Linked DNA regions of Gossypium hirsutum: regions 1 and 3 are each linked to region 2. The links are chromatin contacts, called in public Hi-C maps. All regions are on one chromosome and are shown on one strand. Each heading gives the region's core, a stretch centred on a gene start, on an enhancer-like site or on the middle of the called end of the contact. The rest is flanking DNA. Distances are from core to core; before and after follow the strand shown. Region 1 holds the start of LOC107913277 (probable N-acetyltransferase HLS1). Region 2 holds the start of LOC107913273 (LOB domain-containing protein 38). Region 3 holds the start of LOC107913278 (BTB/POZ domain-containing protein NPY5).

Region 1 (4,067 bases), core at 268-2,767, 310 kb before region 2:
TTCAACGGCTCAAGATTCGCCACCTCAGTCGCCACCACACTGCACCCTCCTTGTTTAGCCAAGTTATGCGCGTGTGCACACAATGCATTCACAAACTTGGCCGCGCGTGGACCTTCCCCTCCCAATCCGTACAAAAAGTGCAAACCGAACGGCCTAAACACTTCCGGGATCGAGGGTAATCTAAAAAACGGCAATAACTTGTCCACGATCCTTGTCGTTTTAGCCAACGCCTTCGTCATCCTCGACGCCCCTCGAACTTCCAGCCTAAACACGTCCTTGCTATTCCAAACACTCAAAACAGCCCACGACTCTGGCGGGTCTGATAAAAACTTATCCGACCCGGGCCAAGATTTTTGCGTGTAACATCCTCCACGTGGCACGGCCAAAAAGGTTCCAATGTTAAGTCTATTATTAAGAACCGAGTCAATGTCGCGAGGGAAGAACTCGGTGGTGGAGAACCGGCGGCGGTATAGCAACTCAGCGTCGGACGGCGGAAGCTTGATTAGAGTGACCCGATTGGAAACGGGGAGTTGATGAGCGAAAACGGGGTTAACCAAAATAGAAGGAGTACGGAACTTGGAGTAACCGCATTTATCAGTGAAGAGCTTAACAGAAGGTTTGTTGTCGTTTTCCGTTGCTAAGTAGGAATATTCAGCGCCGTTTAGGACAAACCAATCTTCCATTCCACGGACCAGCTTTAACCCAATTCCCATTCTCCTGTGGATAAAAAACCCAACAAAGAAATCAAAATAATTCATTTACTAATGTATTAACGAACTAAAAATGATCTGTTGGGGCAGTTATAGTAAATACCGGTGGGAAGGGGAGACCCGAAGGCCTAAAATGTAAGCGAGTTTGGTGTATACAGGGAAGGGTTTAGTGGGATGATTGCTTTTGCCATTGCGATAAAGCTTTTTGCCGCATGTAACGGTTTTAATGCAACCTCGAATCATCCCAACTATTTCTTTTGTGGAGCTTAACTCAGCCACCTGCTTGTTTACAAAGATGCAGAAAATAGTAATGTTAAAGGCTGTATTTATTATACGTAGATAAATAGTGGAATTTAGTAATGGAGATTAAATTTTTTTTTAAAAAAGGGACAAAAGGGAGGAGGGATTTCATATACAGTACCAGCATGAGAAAAGCAGGGGAATGGCGGACCCGGCAAATAGGGTCGCCTAAGAGGTCTGTAAAGAGAGAGAGTTTGCCGCTGGGACCAACCTCGCATCTTTTTTCAACTTCTTCTACACTTGTTAAATCCTTGCTCGGATCAAACTCTCTTATTACTAAAACACACTTGTCATCTCCCATGATTTTTCCTTTTTAACTCTCAATTGCACAAGTAAAGAACAACGGACACCACTTCTGCAAGACACCACGAATGAAGAAAAAGCTTAGGAAGTCTGTGGAAACCAGAGGTTGTTGTATGTTAGGTTTGCTTTTGAGGAAGAGGAGATACTGAGAAGAAGTTCATCGACGGAGAAACAATCGGGTTGAAGCTGCCTCTTAAATACTAATGAATTGGGGAATATTTTTATTTTATAAAAAAACAAAAGCCTTTTTATTTACTCCCCCCCTCTCTCTCTAGAATAGAATCTCAAACACTTTCCTTTTTGTTTTTAATAATTCAGTGCTTTGAAGTCCCTTTCTCTTCTTCTGTCTTCTCTTTTGTCTGTCCATGTATCTTCCCTTTCTCCCACTTTTAAGACTAGTGACAAATGTTGTCATAAATAAATTTAAATGGGAGCAGTAAATAAAAGAATATTATTAATCATCACAAAAAAGGGAGGAAGTGGAAATGGCGGCTATGGCTGCGGGGTCTGCTCAGTGTTTTCTTTTTGATTAATTTCTCTTCCACTTGGTAAAAATATTTTCTCAGTTTCTTCAAATCATCCTTATCAAAATAATTTAATCCTAGTAATATTTTCATCATTTTAATTATTGATATAATAACAAAACGTAAACTCCACCATATCCCACTAAATCTTAATTAATTTTTAATTTGTATAATCGAATTTTCGAAACTTACAAAAATATTACTAACATTATCGCATTATTATAAAAATATCATTAATATTATCAAGTTATATCACTTTAAATTTTTATTTTTTTTCTTTTTTTCCTTATTTTATTTTCTCTCTTTTCCCTTTCTTCTTCTTCTTCTTCTTCCTTTCTTTCCATCTTATCTCCCTTTCCAGTAAACCCTATCCGCCACCGATTCCACCATCGCCAGTGGCTTCCTCGGACATCGAACCCACCGGTGGATCTCCCAAGACTATCCCTTGATTTCGATAAGCCTAGCCCCAACCCTTAATCCTATCAAAGTTTGAAGTTTTTTTTCTTTTTCAACATTTAAGCTTGAAAATGAAGAGAATATGATTGACTTCAGCATATGAAAGACAACCCCGAGGAAGAAGGTGTATAACTAATGGGTGGAGTTCTATGTGCTTTTTTTTTATTATTATTGCAAAGTTTCTAATTTGTTTTTTGTTACGGTAGGGAAAGAAAACATGGAAGCATTATGCAACTCATATTTAAGGTTCTTTTTGGTTACTACATGTTAGCCTTTTCTTCTCTATTTGTTTCCATTTTTCGTCTCTTTTCTCTCTTTTTCACTCTAGATGAAGCATGACGTTTCTTTGAAGAAAAAAGTTCATTCAAAATGTTTTTGTTGTTTTTAAAGACTCTGTCTTCTTGATTTTCTTTTTTTGTTGTTTTAGATCTCCATAAATTTTTTTTTATTTTTTTATGATTTTATCTTTAATTTCCTCTTTAGCTTTTCTGGAAAAGCGACAGGGAGTGCAGTAGCTGCCACCATATCACACCCTTTGGGCAACCCAGACCCAATGAATCAAAAACATCAATTAATTTTGCTTTTTTACTTGATTGGCTAATTTTGTTTGTTTTCTTTGAAATTAGAAAAATAATAATAATAAAAAGACTGAACTTTGTTTAAGAGAGATGAAAAAGGAGGAGGAGGTCGGTGGACTCAATGCGTTAGGCACAAAATGGCATGGGATGGTGCGTAAGAGCAGCATGAAGAGAACAGCCGATGAAAGCCATCGATGGTGGTGAAACCAGTGGCAACTAGGGTTGGCTAGGGAAGGGAAATGCGAAGAAGAAGAAGAGGAACAGGAAAAAGAAAAAATTTAATATTAAAAAAGAAAGGAAATAATTTTTAGTATTAAAATAAAGTCAAATCATTTTTCCGTTACCAGTAAACGGTTTCCGTTATCAGTAAACGGTTTAATGATATTTTGTAATCATCCGAAAATATTAATAGTATCTTTTCAAGTTTTAAAATTTCAGTTAAAATAATTAAAAATTAATTAAAGTTTAGTGACATATGATATAACTTATCCAATAATAAATTAATTTTTAATATTTATATATTATATTATTTTGGTTTTTATTCTAAACAATCTAAAAATTGTATAAAATTTCACAAAATAACATGTAAAAAACCTTTGACTTCAAATATATAAAATGGATAGAATGTGTAAATTGATGTTGTAATTATTTGTCTTTAAATTTTGACTTTACCTTTTCATTTTAATCATTCATTCTCTCTTACATCTATGGTACATCCATCATCGTACTCATAATAGTTCATAGTCAAAATTATGAGCATTTTTCTATTGAATTATAATATTTATGCCTATTAGGTTGCAACATATTTATGATATAAATGAAAAAGATATGTAGTAATTTCATAAAGTTTGATAAATTAATTAAATATTACTTTACTTGGTAAAATTATAATGGTTTGAATTCAAATTTTATAATTTCACAACTAGATTACAACTCGTTTGATGGATGACAATAATTTAACAAAACTCTTAAATAATAACATAAAATATAAGAAGAGATCCACTTCCAGTAGTGTAAAATTAAAAGTGTAAAACTAAAATGGTTTTACATCTTTCTTGTAACACTACTTAGCCCGTCAAGAAGACTTGGCATACCTCATTCAGCCAAATATACCACCCAACAAACTGGGGTGTTACTAACGGATTCAAAATTCTTTGGTTTCACTTAAATCTTTGAGGAAACAATTATGAAGATTC
Region 2 (4,147 bases), core at 1,526-4,025:
TGGAATTTTGAAAACATTACGAATTGATCATAATTCAACTTCGAGTTAGCTATAGAGCTTTCACAAGCTCGTATAAGACCCGAAAATGAATACAAATCATTTTATGCATTTTTTTTGCTTATAATTAACTGTTTAATAATTTAATTCGAATGTAAATTGATCATAGTTGCTTTGACAACGAATGTGACACCTTATAACTCAAACCCAACAATCGGGTCGTGTATGGGGTGTTATAGTAACGATGACTTTATATGTACAATCTATTACCTGGGGTTGCCCAAAATTGATGGTTTCTAATCAATATCTTGACCATATGGCATGCCAAATAGGGGTGAGAAAAACTCAATTCAATTCGAAAAAATTAGAAAAAAAATCAAAATTTGAGTTCATCCAATAAAGTTATTTAAGTAAACTCGGATAAGTAATTTGAGTTTCGAATTCGAGTCGAGTTAAAATTTGTAATTCGAATAACTCGATAATTTGAATAACGGATTGGCGACCGGGTCATGTATGGGGTGTTACAGCAACGATGACTTTATATGCACAATCTACCACCCGGAGTTCCTGAGAAATGATGATTTCTAATCAATATCTTGACCCTATGGCATGCCAACTAGGGTGAGAAAAACTCAATTCGATTAAAAAAAAGTGAAAAAAAATCGAATTTTGAGTTCATCCAATCGAGTTATTTGAGTAAACTCGAATAAGTAATTCAAGTTTTGAGTTTGAGTCAAGTTAAATTTTATAATTTGATTAACTTGAATAATTCGAATAACAGATTAGTGTAAATAGTCTCTTTGTCCCTACCAATTTTAGAAATAAGCGAATTGGTCTCTCTCAACAAAAAATACAAAATAATTCAAATTGATTTTCAAAAATTCTAAATAATTTTCAAAAAAATTTAAATATATATAAAGAAAGTTAAAATTTTAAAAATATTCTAAAATAATATTTTTGGGACCTAAATAAGTTAATTAATCATTCAGGTTTATCATACTAAAGTATCTTATTTTTTATTATTTTGCTTTGAAAAATTTCTCAAATATATATGGTTTCAAAATTTTGTGCTCTAACATGAAATTAATTATATTGTAACAAGATTTTAAGTTAACATGTTTAATTTTTTTATTTAACTCGAACAATTTCACTCGGTTCGATTTGACTCTACTCGACTCAAATTTCATTTCACTCGACTTGATTTGAAAATTTTTTAAATCGAGTTAGGAAGATAAAATAAGACTTTTCAACTCGATTAACTCAAAAAAATTTCACTCAATTCAATCGAACGCTCACCCTTAATGCCGACTATATCTGACTCTACCCAAAGAACTAATAGGGTAACCAAATTTCTGATTTCATTATATAGATCAATTCACTTTCAACCATTCTTGATTTATCATCAACTCATCATATTATATAGCATATTCCAGCACAAATTCACACCAATTATCACATATCAATTAATTCATGAAATTTTTATTCTATTCAAGTTAGACATTATCTTGATATTCAATCTCAGCCATAACAATTCAATTTAAATAATCACTGAAAACTCACTTCAATACCATATAATGTAAAATGTCATGAATATGCAATAACTAAATTGATCCCGAATCATAGAAATACAAACCGAATTTTCGAGTCACTCATTGACAACTTTCGTTTTTCTTTTCCCTCTCGAAGGTTTTACATCGACGTTGGCTACGTATAATCACAAAACATATAACACATAAATTTTCATTCAATTCACAATCAAATAGAATATCAAGCATATTTTACAATTTATTCAATTTAGTCTTTAAACCTGGGATAAGCATAACCTTCAATCTAAAACTTCAGATTAGAATCTAGTTTCACATATACTCATTAGGAACCTCCTAATTTCTATTCCTACTAAAAATTCATAACATTTTATTCATTTTATTTAATTTGGTCCCTACAAAATTAACAATTAAGTTTTACAATTTAGTCCTTTTCATAAACTAAGCTTAATTTCTATCAATTTCACACTTAATTAATCCAAATCTCAACAATGGAAACTTATCAAAACTTCAACAATTGAACAAATTGATATATGGGCTAGCTAAATCAAGCTCTCATGATTCAGTTTCCGTAAAAATTCAAGAAAAATGGCTAGTGACTTGAAGATGGTGGTCGAATGTTCATGCTACGTTAAAGTTTTTTTTTTCTTTCTAATGGTTTCGATGGCTTAGGGGAGGAAGATGACAACTTCCCACTAAGTGTTTTCTTTATATACTAATATTAATCCTTATTTAATCTTAATTAACCTTAATTTATTCTTTAATTAAACTATTTTTAATTAATAATTTAACCTTAAACCGTTTATATTACCATCCACTAGCTATATGAAAACAATGGTTTAATAGCCATTTTAGTCCATAGGATAATTACTATCTAGATCCCAAAGTCATTTCCTAATTAAAAGTATATAGATGAATTGAAATTCGATTAAGAACGTTTAAGAACCAATTTAAAATAAGAATTACAGTAATTAACTTTAAATTTTTTTATAAATATTAATAATTTGGACTAAAATATAAATTTAATAATTGTAATAAATTTGACCAGATAATTATTTTTAAAAATTTAAATATAAGAAAACTTAAAACTGGGAAGTAGGGGAATCTTATGTAAAAGAGAAAAGAAAATTTTCCAATGGTGGAGCGACAAGCATTCGCGGAAACACGGGGCCGCTCATGCCCAGGACTTTGGAATCTATAACCTCTTCACTTCCCCCCATACCAAGGAACTGTTCCCACACTAAACCCACTACTCCCCACTAACCCAACCCCCTAACTCAACTCAACCCCTGGGTTTACTCTCCCCTGCCCCCCCCCCCTCCCTTTAAAACCCTCCTTCCTCTCTCATTTTTCACCCTTATTCTATCTCTCTTCCATTTCTCCATTGTTAACACCAGCCAGCCACCCTGTCTGCGAAGCCAAGTTTCAGAGAGTACATTGGTTTTCATGCCAAGCCAGGAAAAAGGTAGTACTACATAGTTGTTGAGTTAAGTCTTGAATCTTGAGTCCGATCATGAGTTGCAACGGCTGCCGAGTCTTACGGAAAGGATGCAGTGAGTCTTGTATATTACGTCCTTGTTTGCAATGGATTGAGAGCCCTGAAGCTCAAGGCCACGCCACTGTTTTCGTTGCCAAGTTTTTCGGCCGTGCTGGTCTCATGTCTTTTATTTCAGCCGTTCCTGAATCTCAACGCCCTGGTATGCCCATGCCGTCTATCTTTTCTCTCTTTTTTTCTTCTCTTATTGTTTCTCATACCAAATTCTGACTCCAATTGCTTCTTAATCTTTGGATCAGCTTTATTCCAGTCGCTGTTGTTCGAAGCTTGTGGGAGAACAGTGAACCCTGTGAACGGAGCCGTGGGGCTTTTGTGGAACGGAAACTGGCACGTTTGCCAAGCGGCGGTGGAAACCGTCCTGCGAGGAGGATCTCTACGTTCCATGCCTGAATTCATGGCTCCGACGCCAGCATCCGACGAAGCGTCCGAAGCCACGTGCACGGACATGTGGAAATTGCGGGAGACATCCACGAATCTCAACTCCAACTGTCGATTCTCAAATTCGAGATCCAGGGTTTCACCCAAGCGTAAAAGAGTCGAAGAAGAATTCAAGAAACTACAGCCCTCTGATCTAGATCTTGGCTTGACCCCGAGCTTTTCGGGCAAGCGAGTTACCGATAATCGTCGACCAGGGACTCCTTCTATGAACTCGGAGGAATCTGTGACGACGACGTGCTTCGAAAGTGTTTTTGCAGATCAACAAGGGCAAGGCAGCAGAGGAACTGATAAAAAATTACTTAAGTTGTTTGTTTGAAGAGGAGGGTTTTTTTTCTTTTTGGAATGATCTAGTTTCGATGTAATATTCTTCATTTCTACCACTACCACCAGTTTAGATTATTTTTGGATACTTCTGGGGAGGGGTTTCCCCGGAAATGAATTTTCCGGCGAGTTTGTGTATTACCGGCACATGGGATTTCTCTCTTTTTTTTTACTTTTTTTTGGGATTATTTTTTGGTGTTAAAAGCTGTGAAATTAGAGAGAAAAATGAGAATCTGTCGGTGATCCTTTAAAATCAATTTTATTTGGCTACTATGTAACCCTTCTCTTTTCA
Region 3 (3,809 bases), core at 1,109-3,608, 350 kb before region 2:
CACTGAGCTGGAAAGCTAGAAGCAAATAAATTTTCACTCAATTCTGAAATTCAAATATCGAAAAAGAGACGTGTCTAATTTGTTATAAAATAGAGCACATGGTATTAGGCCAAACACAAATTGACATCAACAATTCTGCCTTTCCTCTTCAAGTGGGCACATCGCCAAAATTGGCTGTGCTTGCATGAATTTTCATGAATTCTAATATTCTGCATTGTTCTTAATGCCAAACATTATTGATATGTCATTTCACTAGAGGCTCTTACCTACTTGACTCCTCCACTGTTCAAAGCTGAGACTTCTGTTTTTTGTTTTTTGGACTGTTTGATGTTTAAAAGTGATGAGATGTTTGAGGCTTCAAAGATTTGATCATGCATGGATTCTATTTATTTCAGTAGGTTTAAATTTGGACTGTTTTACATTTAAAAGAAAACAAATACCAAAAAACAAAAGTGATTTGAGGTGACTAATATTTTTCCACCATTTCTTTATTAATAAAATCTTTCAAAAGATTTATTTTCTTGTCACCCAAATTTTGTGTCGGATATATTCACTTAAAGAGTCCCAACATTTCTTCAAGAATCAAATCCCACATTGATGGATTGATTAGATTCTGTTTTTTTTTTCCAGCGAGAAACTTGCAATCAAATGTGCGTACTGAAAAGTCTAAAAGGAGTATTTGATTTAATGATAATATTAAGGTTTTTGCAATTTTAAAATTTATAAAAAAATGTATGAATTTTCTTATTGAATTATTGAAAGAATATGGTAAAGTAAATACCAATACTATGATAAAAATCCAAGCAATTTTCATGTTTTAAGTTACATTTTTAGCCAGAAAAGCATTGAGTGGAGCAATGCATGTGACTTGTGAGGTAAGGGAAATAAAAAGATTGGATAAGGGAAAAAAACTGTGATCACATTTTGTCCACTAGGCCTTTAGCAACACTCAATATATATAATATTAAGTGATGAGCTACTATATTTATTTAAGTAATGAGCTTATTATTATCATTATGATTTAAGCCTAAATCTTGTTATGATTGTGAACGAGTGGAGTCATGCCAACATTTTTTTTTACATCTTTTGGACATCATTTACCTCTTCACTTATAAAATAAATTCAATTCACGGGGAGAGTTTATCGAAGGAAAATGAGTTATTAAAAAAATTAATTTTAATCCAATTGATATATATAATTTTTATTTATTTATAAAAGTAAACAAGCAGATTACATAAATGTATTCATAGCTAGATTGTTTCTAGTACTTTCTTCTTGTATGATTTCTTAAATCTCTATAGGAATGATTAAATATGGGCAATACGAGAGGATTATTTTTACCAGTGCATCTGCTATATATATAATTATTGTTTAAGAAAAAATATATATCAAATTTAATTTTTGAAGTTAATATCTGGCTTCTTTTTTTTTATTATTATCTCAAATTACGAAATCTTATTAAGTAAAAACGTTAAAGAAGTAATTCTCAGACAACATTTTTTGGGTATATTTACACCTCATAAACCCCATGTGTTTCGGTAAGAAACAATTTCTTTACGATTTTGTAGTCTTTTTTGGTGAACAAAGCCACGTGAAACCCTGAGAGGGGACCAGGCCCATTCCACAATATCACAATAAAAAATAAATGTAGCTGCTGCTATAATATTCGGTAAAAAAACTCTCCAATGGTTGTCAATTTCTAAATCAACCAAATTAATCTCTCTAAAAAAATTATATAGTTAATTTTGAAAATGACAATGAAGAATAATTAATTAAATGGTTATTTCCTTTCGTCAATTATGTATACTTTTCGTCCATTTATCTCTCAATATTTACATATTTTAATAATTTAGTCTTGATTTTAAAAATATATAACAAATTTAGCCTTAACATTTACATATTTATAAAAATATTATAGACTAAAACCATGACCAAATGATAAAATGTGTAAAATATGAGAGCTAGCTTTGTTATGATACAAATCAAATTCATTTAAAATTGAAAAAAGCATAAACACCTTAATTAAGTGTCTTTAATTGCTCACTTTTAAAATTAACAACGATTAAATTACTTTAATTTTTTTAAGAGGTACTAATTTATTTAATATTAAAATTAAAGGGGACTAGAGAGGTCTTTACCATCATTATTTAACTTCTATTTTATTTTAATTTACTTCAAAATATTTTATTTTATACTACTTTTAAAAAATGACGTTGAATGTCTATAATCTTATTTTTCCTTGTATGGTCTTAAAGTTACGTCATTTTCATGCTTAAATATTTTATGATTTTTATAGTAAAATATATATATACTAAAATCAATATATATTTATATTTTAAAGTTAGTGGGCTTTGGACAAAAGAACTAACTATAAAGAAAAAAAAATGAGATGGATGGCATTATTATCAAAGGAAGAGATGGGGGGATGGAAGGGGTGTTATGCAATAGGGTTAAACAGGCGATGGTATTCATGGACACTAAAACCAAGTGAAGGTCAGTTTTTGTATTTGATTAAGGGAGCACTAAAGTTATTATTGTCAGAGTTGGCATGTAATTTTCATTGTAAGATAAGTTTAGATAGGTAATTAAGTGTGGTAAGTTTATTTTCTTTTTCACGTTATAATATTAATAAGATTTTTTAATTTTATTATTATCGTTATTTTTATATTAATCGTGTATACCATTTGTTTAAACTTACACTAAAAATGTAAGACAGTGAATCCAAGTACCAAAATACAAAAAAACCATTGAAATTCATCACTTTGGTGGAGGTGGGGGTCCCCTTGTTTTTTCTTTAATCAAAGTTTCTGGCTTTGCAAAGGTTAATTATAAAGAAGTTCACATATTTTTTTGCAAAACCCGAAAAGGAAGAGGGTGAAGCTTGGGTTTTTATTTAATAGATATTTAAATAGAGTGTTTGGGGTTTTGTTTTGGAGTGAAGCGTGGTGGCCTGGTGGGGGTTGAAATCAGAATATATGTGGGATAAGAGGGTAAGGATTTTTGTAGTGGTGGCGGTGGGGAGTGGTGGTGCTGATTCAAAGGAGATGAGTGGGAACATTCTGAGATTTGGCTTTTTGTGGGAAAATGTTAAATAGAAGGGATAGAGGGAAGTGATGGGTGTCAAAAGATGAGGACCAGCTCCTCTTTTTGATGTGATTTTTGGTCGGGTAGTTTTTATGCTATGTGGGGTTTGGTTTTCTTGTTTTTTCGTTTTGGTGTTTATTTGGTGTTGTGGCTAAAAGGATAATAGCGGTTGCTTCATGCACTGCAGTGGACAGTTAACATCCTGCTTACTCTTTGACTGTTAATGATATATTGATGTTGGATTCTTGGTACTTGGAAGGGCAATAATAGTAAAGGGAGCTGCTTTGGGACATATAAGGCTCTTTTCTAGTGACCCCTCCAAGGTAGGCTTAGATTCTAATGCTCCACATCTTCTCCTCTTCTTCTGTATGGTTTTTTTGAGGTGGCCTATTGTTGAATCAACCACTTTGTTTTCTTTCAGTTTGAGGTTTATTTTTAGTCCTTTTTTCTTTTGGTTTTCTTCTTTTTCTTTACCTCAAAGGAATTAATTTCACAAGTGAAGATATGATCTTGTTGATCATCCCACTTTTTGTGTTTTCGAGTCTTTATAAAGTTCCCTCATTGTTTCACTCTTAAAACAACCAAGGGGAGATGTTCTTTGTGGTTCAGTTGTTAGTGCTTTATTTTGATGAAAGTATAAACTATTTCCTGAATTTTGATTTGTGATCAATTTACCCGTTTCAGCTCTCCACTTTTAGAGCAATATTCTTGGACTTGATTATTTG

The links. A called contact is a pair of places that touch in the nucleus more often than the background predicts.
Region 1: a contact with region 2 is called in a Hi-C map of leaf, with 2.1 times the contacts expected there. The contact joins the promoter of LOC107913277 here to the promoter of LOC107913273 in region 2. A contact is called at or near these places in 3 of 34 Hi-C or Micro-C datasets (all in leaf).
Region 3: a contact with region 2 is called in a Hi-C map of leaf, with 2.1 times the contacts expected there. The contact joins the promoter of LOC107913278 here to the promoter of LOC107913273 in region 2. A contact is called at or near these places in 2 of 34 Hi-C or Micro-C datasets (both in leaf).

The regions. Positions count from the first base shown.
Region 1 is chrD11:28,136,681-28,140,747 of Gossypium_hirsutum_v2.1, reverse strand. It overlaps LOC107913277 (probable N-acetyltransferase HLS1), which reads right to left and starts at 1,517. Exons shown (of 3, transcript XM_016841810.2): 1 at 1,132-1,517; 2 at 814-989; 3 at 1-717. The coding sequence starts at 1,311. It overlaps LOC121223058 (a long non-coding RNA gene), which reads left to right and starts at 2,130. Exons shown (of 2, transcript XR_005920403.1): 1 at 2,130-2,417; 2 at 2,500-3,345.
Region 2 is chrD11:27,831,786-27,835,932 of Gossypium_hirsutum_v2.1, reverse strand. It overlaps LOC107913273 (LOB domain-containing protein 38), which reads left to right and starts at 2,775. Exons shown (of 2, transcript XM_016841807.2): 1 at 2,775-3,238; 2 at 3,336-4,147. The coding sequence starts at 3,055. The coding sequence ends at 3,850.
Region 3 is chrD11:28,180,387-28,184,195 of Gossypium_hirsutum_v2.1, reverse strand. It overlaps LOC107913278 (BTB/POZ domain-containing protein NPY5), which reads left to right and starts at 2,358. Exons shown (of 5, transcript XM_016841817.2): 1 at 2,358-2,493.